Regions from separate parts of the Mus musculus genome. Here region 1 is linked to region 2. The links are chromatin contacts, called in public Hi-C maps. All regions are on one chromosome and are shown on one strand. Each heading gives the region's core, a stretch centred on a gene start, on an enhancer-like site or on the middle of the called end of the contact. The rest is flanking DNA. Distances are from core to core; before and after follow the strand shown.

Evidence for each region. Hi-C and Micro-C count contacts between places; a contact is called where the count stands out from the background.
Region 1: a contact with region 2 is called in a Hi-C map of adipose-derived mesenchymal stem cells, with 4 times the contacts expected there. The contact joins two enhancer-like sites. A contact is called at or near these places in 1 of 39 promoter capture datasets (embryonic stem cells), 11 of 15 datasets of contacts at CTCF or cohesin (CD8 T cells, the G1E-ER4 cell line, the NIH/3T3 cell line and 6 more), 304 of 484 Hi-C or Micro-C datasets (the 3T3-L1 cell line, 3T3-L1-derived adipocytes, the 63-12 cell line and 148 more), 43 of 115 datasets of contacts at active chromatin or transcription factors (CD8 T cells, the NIH/3T3 cell line, PVALB interneurons and 28 more) and 3 of 9 other capture datasets (embryonic stem cells, embryonic tail and macrophages).

The regions. Positions count from the first base shown.
Region 1 is chr17:17,908,214-17,912,471 of GRCm38.p6, forward strand. It overlaps the pseudogene Gm9481 and the pseudogene Gm7535. Among named protein-coding and RNA genes, the nearest start is that of Fpr2, 23 kb to the left of the region's middle. Within about 2 kb of position 1,763, at least 206 of the 459 cell types and tissues checked have an H3K27ac peak or open chromatin away from gene starts, as enhancers often do. A contact at or near this core is called in adipose-derived mesenchymal stem cells, granulosa cells, muscle stem cells and 1 more, where this site is marked.
Region 2 is chr17:17,762,963-17,767,068 of GRCm38.p6, forward strand. No RefSeq gene overlaps it. Among named protein-coding and RNA genes, the nearest start is that of Vmn2r90, 61 kb to the left of the region's middle. Within about 2 kb of position 1,444, at least 24 of the 459 cell types and tissues checked have an H3K27ac peak or open chromatin away from gene starts, as enhancers often do. A contact at or near this core is called in adipose-derived mesenchymal stem cells, granulosa cells, muscle stem cells and 1 more, where this site is marked.

The DNA of each region.
Region 1 (4,258 bases), core at 513-3,012, 150 kb after region 2:
ACAAGAGACGGAGATGTTGTGGCACAAACTAAATAATGTGACCATGAGTTTATTTTTGACATTTCTCTATCTATGGTAGTGTCTATGTCCTCTCTCCTTTTATCTGAGTTAGTAAAGACCTGGGTTGCTAGGGCACCCAGTTGTTGTCCACAGAGACTTGAAGAATGTTTTCATATGGAAAGAAATCCATACATGTGCTGTTAGAACTGTTTAATAAGCATGGGGGCAACATTGTGCTTGTGATCATCTCAGTCTTCATGTGTATATATGCTCCTGTAGAGGCCAGGAGCAGATATCTAGTTTCCTTGGTTCTGGAGTTTTAGGGAGTTGTGACCTGTTTGGTGGTACTGGGAAATGAAGTTGGATCGCCTGCAAGAGCAGTAAGTGCTGTTAGCCATTGAGACATCTATGTAGGTAACCATCTTCATGTTTTAAAAGCATAAAAATTATTCTTAAATGTATGAGTGTTTTATCTTTATTTATGTTTGTGCATTATGTTTGTGTCTGGTACCTGCCAAGGCAAGAAGAGGGAACTATAGTTGTAGATGGTGCAAGCCACCATGTGGATTACTGGAATCAAACTTGGGTCCTCTGGAAGAGCATCTAGTGCTATTAATCTCAAAGCCATCCTTCTAGTCCCAACTCCTTCTCAATTTTTTAAAGAGTGAAGAGTCTGGGAGGGTGGTGTCTCAGTGGTTAAGAACTGGTATAGCTCTGCTGTAAAGGAATGGAGTTTTGTTGCCAAAGCCCATGTCAGACTGTTGACAACTGTTTGTAAAGTCAAATCAGAACCAAATCCAAAGAACACATATGCCAGGACAAGAAATGATGCGACTGAACTCACGTTTTCCACAGATCAATGGTGGAAGAATAGTTACACTTTTGTTTCTAAGAACTCTACTTGGGCTGGAGAGACGGCTTAGAATTTAAGAGCACTGGCTGTTCTTCCAGAAATCTAGGTTCAATTACCAGCACCCACATTGTTTCTCACAACTACCTGTAACTTCAGTTCGTAGGGATCCAGTGCTATCTTCTGGGCTTTGAGAACACCAGGCATGCATGTCATATCCACTATGAGAAAAAACACTCATATATAAAAAATAGAATGAAATAAAATGGTTCCAATAGCATCGCATTTGCCTGGGTTCTGGGAATCTTAGGAAATTTTGAATTTCTACCACAAGATTGGTTTCAGCTTTCTCATTCCTCTCAGAGTTTCCATAAGTCTGTAGTGAGAGCCAAGTACTTCAATTCCACCACAGGAACCGAAGAGTTCCGTGTAGGATGGAGATCTCAGCTGGTGGTAAGTTGTGTTCCAGCAACCGAAACTTACTTTTTGAATGGCTGTTAAAAGTGATGGACACTTTCTAAAATCCTATGAAGGGTCAGATAAGAAAGTGGCCCAAGAGCGAAGCAGAACAGGGATGAAGGAGGCAATCGACAGGGAAACGTGACCAACTAGAGGGTGGGCCTCACACGGGCGGGGTGATGTAGGCAAGGGGAAAGATAAAGAACGCGGTGTAGAGGTCTCACAGTACAGCAAAGATCCCAGCCTAGAAGGGGTCTCGATCAAAAGCAGTGAGGAAAGAGGAGATGGTTATAGCCGAGGAGTAACACCCCTACCCCAGAGGAGAGCAAGCGAGGGACCAGAGGACCCGGTATCAAAGGAGAGAGGTGAAGGGCGAAAAGAGACCCAGTCACAGCGGGTAGCGTGTGGACGACATCACAGGCTCGGTGCGTGTGTTGGGAGCAAAGATGATTAACTAGAGAACCACGTAGACTTGGCCACGCGCCAGACTGTGGGGTAGACCGCCGGTCACCGGCCCGTCCTCTATAGCTCGACAGTTCGGGAAACCAAGGGTCGAAAGTGACTCGGAGGGTCTGCAAGTCCCTACTCCCAGCACCCAGGGCAGCACGGATGATGCTCGCACCAGTCCCGCGGCCGGATTCCGGCGCTGCGGTTGTGAGCCTTCTGTCGTGGGGTTGATGAGAGCTAAGAGCAACGGCTCCATAGGCTAGAGCCCGACCGTCACCTTCGATCCACATCCGGCTCTGCGCGACTGCGTGGATTGGCTTAGCCTCCAGGCCCGCACCCCCTCTGCTACGCTGAGGCTGGGCATTGGGCGCCCTGGTGACCAGTTGGCAAGGCTCTTGCTACGGAGTGTCTGACCCCGCCTACGGTTGGAAACGCAGGGAGGACTTTGCTGTTGCCTTGGGAGGAGTGACTGGTCTGGCGGTGTTTTAAATGGCTCAGGCTGGGGAAACCGTGTCTGAGCTGTCTCAGGTCAAAAGGGAGAAGAGGCTTGTGGGCCGAGCTCTAGAGCCTTCAGCCCAGAGCTGATTTATTCAGAGCCCAGCATGGGTTTCCTGACTGCTGTGACTCAAAGCCTGGTGTGGGGAGCGGACAAGATGAGCAAGTGGACAAGCAAGCGGGGGCCAAGCACCTTCACTAAGAGTCGGGGTGCCAAGAAAACAAGCATCTATACTTCTGATAGGCAGTTTGTGCAAATAAAAGAAATGGTTCCAGAATTTGTCGTCCCGGACTTGACGGGCTTCAAGCTCAATCCCTACGTTAATTATCGAGCTCCTGCAGGGATAGACACACCTCTGACAGCCAAAGAGCTCTTCCAGGAAACAGTTGCACCCGCTATCGAAAAAGACTTTTTTTTTTTTTTTTTTTTTTTTTTTTAAACAGGTGGGGTAGCAACACTTTATTAGGCTAGGCCAACCAGGAGGCAGCACTGGAGTGAATGGCCCCATAGCACATTAGGGGCAAAGACCTCCAGGTGTATACTACTTTTCAGCCCTGCCTCAGTGCTGTCCACTCAAGGCTGGGCCATGGATTGTGCAGCATAGGTCTGGAAGCGGGTGTGGGCTCGCTGGTGTGTGAGCAGTCTTAGAGACATTGTGTCCACAGCTGCCTCCAGTCCTGGCTGCTGAGTGATCTCCACTGTGTAGTCATTAGCCAGTTGCAAGGAGGCCAGCATGGAGCGGCACACCTCAAAAGCAGGCTGCCCTGCTACAAGCTCTGAAAAGGGACACCATTCATTGAGCTGGGGGAACCGGGAAGCCAACTGGTCCCCATAGATATGGATATCAAAGGGCATATGCTGCTCCTGCTTCTGGAGCAGGGGCTGGATGGTATCTTCCCAGTCCCTGATGCGTTGGCTCAGCTCTGTCTCCTGGATACACTTCTGGGAGGTGGCAATGAAGAGTTCCACATTTCTTCGAACCAGCTCCTTGTATCTCATGGCCTCTGCATCAAGGTCAGCAGCTGCTTTGGGCATCACCCCTGCAGGCTCCTCCACATACTCCTCGGGCTCTAGAAAGTCATCTGCTACCCCGAGGTCCTCCTCTGTAGGCCACAGATCCTGCTTGGCCCCAGGTAGCCATCTCTTGTTTATCTTACGTCTCCGCAGTTTCTGAAGGGTCTCGAGCTGTTCTTTCACGTGTTTCCAGTACAGGACTTCCATGTCTGCAAAGGTTGGGCCCTTCCACCGAGCCCTCCTGCCGTCAGGGTGTTCAGCATAGGCATCCTTGTACCACTTGTGGAAGTTCTGCAACTTGGTGGCACCCTTCCTCTTGTGCTTCTGTCCTGGAGCCTCCTCCACACCAGGTGGCACAGAATAGGGTTTCCCTTTCTGGAGGACCTTAGATTCTAAGGAGTCAAAAGGGTCCAGGCTCTGCCAGGGGTCTGGGGTCTCCTGCAGCCGAGAGGCAGGCTCCGGGGCCCCTTAGCATGTATCTCCTTGGCAAGATGGCACTCTGCTGTGAGGTCCTGGGCTCTGCAGGCTCTAGAGCAACCTTCAGGGGCTCTGCTCCATCCTCTGCATCCTCCTCTCCACCGCTGAGCGCTGGGCCATCTGGCTCTTGGGAGATGTCAAGTACAGGAACAGGACTCCCGTTCCTAGACACTTCCTTGGGCTGCTCGTCAGCGTCCTCGGGATCTTTCTGGCTCCTGGACATGGGGTATGGCTCCACCGGCACCACAGGCACCACGGGCACCACAGGTTTCACAGGACACATTCCCACTGGATCTAACATAAAGCAGCCTCAGGGGTTAGGAATACACGTGTTCATCCTGAAATCCTTCCGGCTGGCCAAGACGTCACCCTGACAGCTATACAAGGGGCCGCTGTTCTTTTCCGCTTCATCAGGGGCCACCAGGGCCATGGGCAGTAGGGGTATGATAAACGGCTCACCGGATGCCTGATCATTTTTCAGATCCACATTAGCCAGGGAGTCGGGGAAGTCGTCC
Region 2 (4,106 bases), core at 194-2,693:
TGCAATTAGATCTCTGCCAGTATTTAAGTGTCACAAGTTAATTGCTTCTGAGATAAAAACAAAACAAAACAAAGCAAAACAAAACAAAACCAGACATTTACAACTTAGAACACATTCCAAGAGGTTGTAAAACAATTAACCAGAGGTCATAAAAAGGAACTGAATGATTTATTGTAGATACTAGGACAAAAGATAACATTTTGACTGAGTTTATCTACTCAAAACATCTGTGATAACTTAGTCACAAGAATTATGGTTTTTAACTCTCAATGAATCTGTAGAGCTATTGACAGATAATGGATGTTAGCTAGATAACTAGTCTTAGTGGGAAAATATGTAAATGTCTCCATTGTAAGTTACTTATTCCATTTAAGGTTTGAATTGAGTGTAAATTTTTGTTTGAAAAATTATGCTTAGAAAATTCCTAGAAAAGGTACAAAAAACTAAAAAAGCTTATATTGCATGGCATTATTATGTCAGAACAGGAAGAGAGTGCAACATTAGGAAGAGGAAGGACAAGAACAATAGAATAAAATAACATAGAAATGAAAAGAGAATTTAGAAATTAAGAGAGCACTAGGCAAAATGCAGAGAGAATGAGGGACAAAGAAGCTATAGAGAAAGCAGGAAAAGCAGGCAGGCTTCTCCTTGCCATGGATGGAACAGGTCTTTTCTTAACAGCAAGGTAGGCTTCTTAGTCTTACTAAAGAGGACAAAGTTTTTTTCTTACAGACTTGACATTAATTCATTTAGCTATAAAAGGGTAGAAGTGTTTTCTTTCTCTGTGCAATAAAGATTTTTCATCCAGAATGAATGTGTTCTTTCTGCACTGGCACTTGGTCTTTTGCTCTATCATAGGCATATGTAACAATGGATATGTGCATGTAAGTATGAAATTATGAGATAAATATGTAGCTAAGCCCAAATGAAATGCATGAAGATGTATGAATATGTGGGCATGAATTGTATATAAATATATGTGAATTTATTCATATTTGCCTGTGTAAAAGTTTTTTTTTCTTCTCCAGGTTCAATAAACGTTTATTGCTCCAAATCTTCCTCCCATCTGACAAGGGAGAGGTAAGGCTACTGGGCAAGAGAGAAAAAAGGTCTAGCAATTAATCCTTTACTTAACGTTTTATGATGAGGTGCTAAATGCTAGAGACTCTGCAGTTTCTGCCTCAGTGGAGCTCAAAGAGGCAGGCCAACTACCACTGCAAAGTAACATAGAATCAAGATAAGTAAATGTTATTATAATAAAAAAGAACCCTAATTTTTCAAAAGGCTGAGTCTTGCCCCCACCAACATTCCTTCCCCTAACCTACTGTCAAGAGAGAACCAGAGCTTTGAAGCTTGTCTCTGGCAGAGAGATGCATGGCAAAGACTTATGCTGGTGTCCTGGCTGGTTCTGGTCACTCCCAGTGACTCATCCTGATTCAGCAGAGACCTGGCTGTTGCTACTGGATCATGCCACCACTGCTGATTCATGTGTGGTATCCTGACACTACTGAACTGGACTGCTGGCATCCTGAGAACAGAGATTGGAATCTCCCCCCAAAGAATTACTTCTAAGCAGGTTCACATTCCCTTGTCCTATTTATCATCTTTTCTCTCCGACTTTTGGATGATAGGCTAGAGGAAAGAAAGGTTGAAAACCCTTGTTAAAGTAAATTTTGCAAAAATCTAAGCCTACAAGTTTGTAACTATGTTTAAGCATAAATAGACCTATATTCATGAAAGAGTTTGTTCAAAAATAAGCTATACATGTAGTCATGTACTTATAGAACTCTCAAACCATCCACTAACTATAAAGAAACATTATTCAAGATACAAATCACTATAGGAATCTTAATTAGAGACATAAGCATTTCTGTCAAGAAATGATCATTCATCAACAGCCACAGTCAAAACTGCTACACTATTGTCATTTGTATTTCTGTGAAATATAATATTGCCTTTTACATGAAATGATTATGATTTATGTAACCATTATTGTCTTGCCAGTGTTTTATCTTTTTGAAGAGTGAACAATAAAGATTGTTTTAAGCTTCAAATCAATCCCTTCTTTGTCTCAATCCACACTAAATATCTTTTTCAAGCCTTTGTTCATTTCCTGATGCCTTGCAGTGGCAAGGCTCCATTTTATATGGTAATTGCATCATGGAGGTTACGTATTTCCATGAATGATAGCGTTAGTAAAACACATCATTAAAATAAAGGTAGATTTCATTAGAAAACCTAACAGAGGCAATCAGTAAATATGTAGGGAAATATTCTCAAGTTAAACAAGAGTATTCTTTAAATATTTGAATTAAATAATGTTCTTATGTTCTTATTAATGTCAAAACTTGTCAATGTTTTATATGCTAATAAATCTCACAGAAGATTCTCCATAATACAGTTTTATAGAACAAAGTCAACATGAACAATCATCAGTAAGATGTAACATAGCCTTAGAATATTGGTAAGTAAATTTAAACCAAATAGTCTAACAACTTAGAATGAGTGAATCTTCAAAGTTGGCAAAATGGCACTTCAGGTAACCTAAGAAATGGCTTTATTTCAAATGCTGCACTCTCTTTTAAACTTACTCCTTATCTAATATCATAGAACACACTGAAGTGATTTTAGTAATGAGTCAAGAGTCCCTGTGGGCCCAGGTGGTACCTGAAACTAGAATAAAATTTGTATTTATTATTTAAATGAAAAAAACACTCAAATAACTTAAACTTTGAGATATGTTCATAATCCAGGCTGCATTTACTCTTTGAAGTGTATAAATTATACAAGAATATATTTTGTTTTAGAGGGAAGTTTTGATTTATTTTGCTAATTTTTAGGAAAAGGTCTGATAGTTGTCAGTATATATGAAAAAAACTTGTACTATAAAGCACACTTTCCATTAGTGTAAACCACAAAAAAAAAAAAAACCCTCAAAGAGTAAGCTACATATCACTGAAAGATTATTTAAACAAAGAGCTTCAGACAAATAAGTGTGTGGGGTGCTGTTTATATGTACGTGCATATTCTTATATCATGCTAAAAGAAATATATAAGCAAATCACCTAAATTCCCAAGACATGGAGGGAATCAACTAAAAAGAAGAAATACTTATTTTGCCCTGTGTATCAGTTAATGGCCACTTACTTCCCTTGCTATAAATCTGACTTGGTTCACAATTCAATGGTGGTATGTGCATGTGAAGAAAGAGGCCAGTCTTCTCATAAAAGTATTATGACAAGGTAAGCAACAGTCCATCTTCCTGAAACCAGTTTATATTTAGCTAGAATTTGATCTCCTTAATGGAGAATCCCATGGATATTTACCAAACTCTATTCTTGGCACCCTAAGTCAGTCTGTCTTAGTTAACACAGCTATTTTTAAATTATCTGCTCGTGCAAAACCACTCTTCAGGTAATCAGTTATCTTATCATCTTTCAAATTGATTGCTCATATGAAGTTCCTCCCCTCTCTGAAGCTGCTGATCAAGATGCCAGGACATGATTTCTGCTTTCAAACACACTGTGTTCTGAACACACAGACTACACCTCAAACCATGACTAACTGGGTGTAGTCCTAGACTACTATAATAAAGACTTTCAATTGACTAAAAACTGTGTCAGAGTGGTCATCTCTGGTGCGCTACACATAACAGTATGACTGTTACTTCATCATTTATTTTATGGTTAGTGCCTATTAGCTGTCAATATCTCAGAAATCCACAAGATGGCGCTAGATCCCAAATTCTGGAGATAGAAGCTAATGTAAGCCACCTAATATGAATGCTAGGAATCAGACTTGGGTCATCTGTGAAGCAGGAAGTGTTCTTAAATGCTCTGACAGTTTTGCAGCTCCATAAATATGGAATTTTTAAAAACACAGACACATGTACACACAGACCACCACCACCATCACGACCAAAAAAAGAAAAAAAAAAGGTTCTTGTGAGTACAGACAGCCTCCAATCAATACTGGCTTATTTACATCCTCATTATACTTGGGAGAAATAATAAAAGAGTTAATTTCCAAAATGTATGAAATGTATTTTCATGGTTAGGGCATGTGATACACACAGACTCTATTTCAATTGATGGCAAATTGGACTG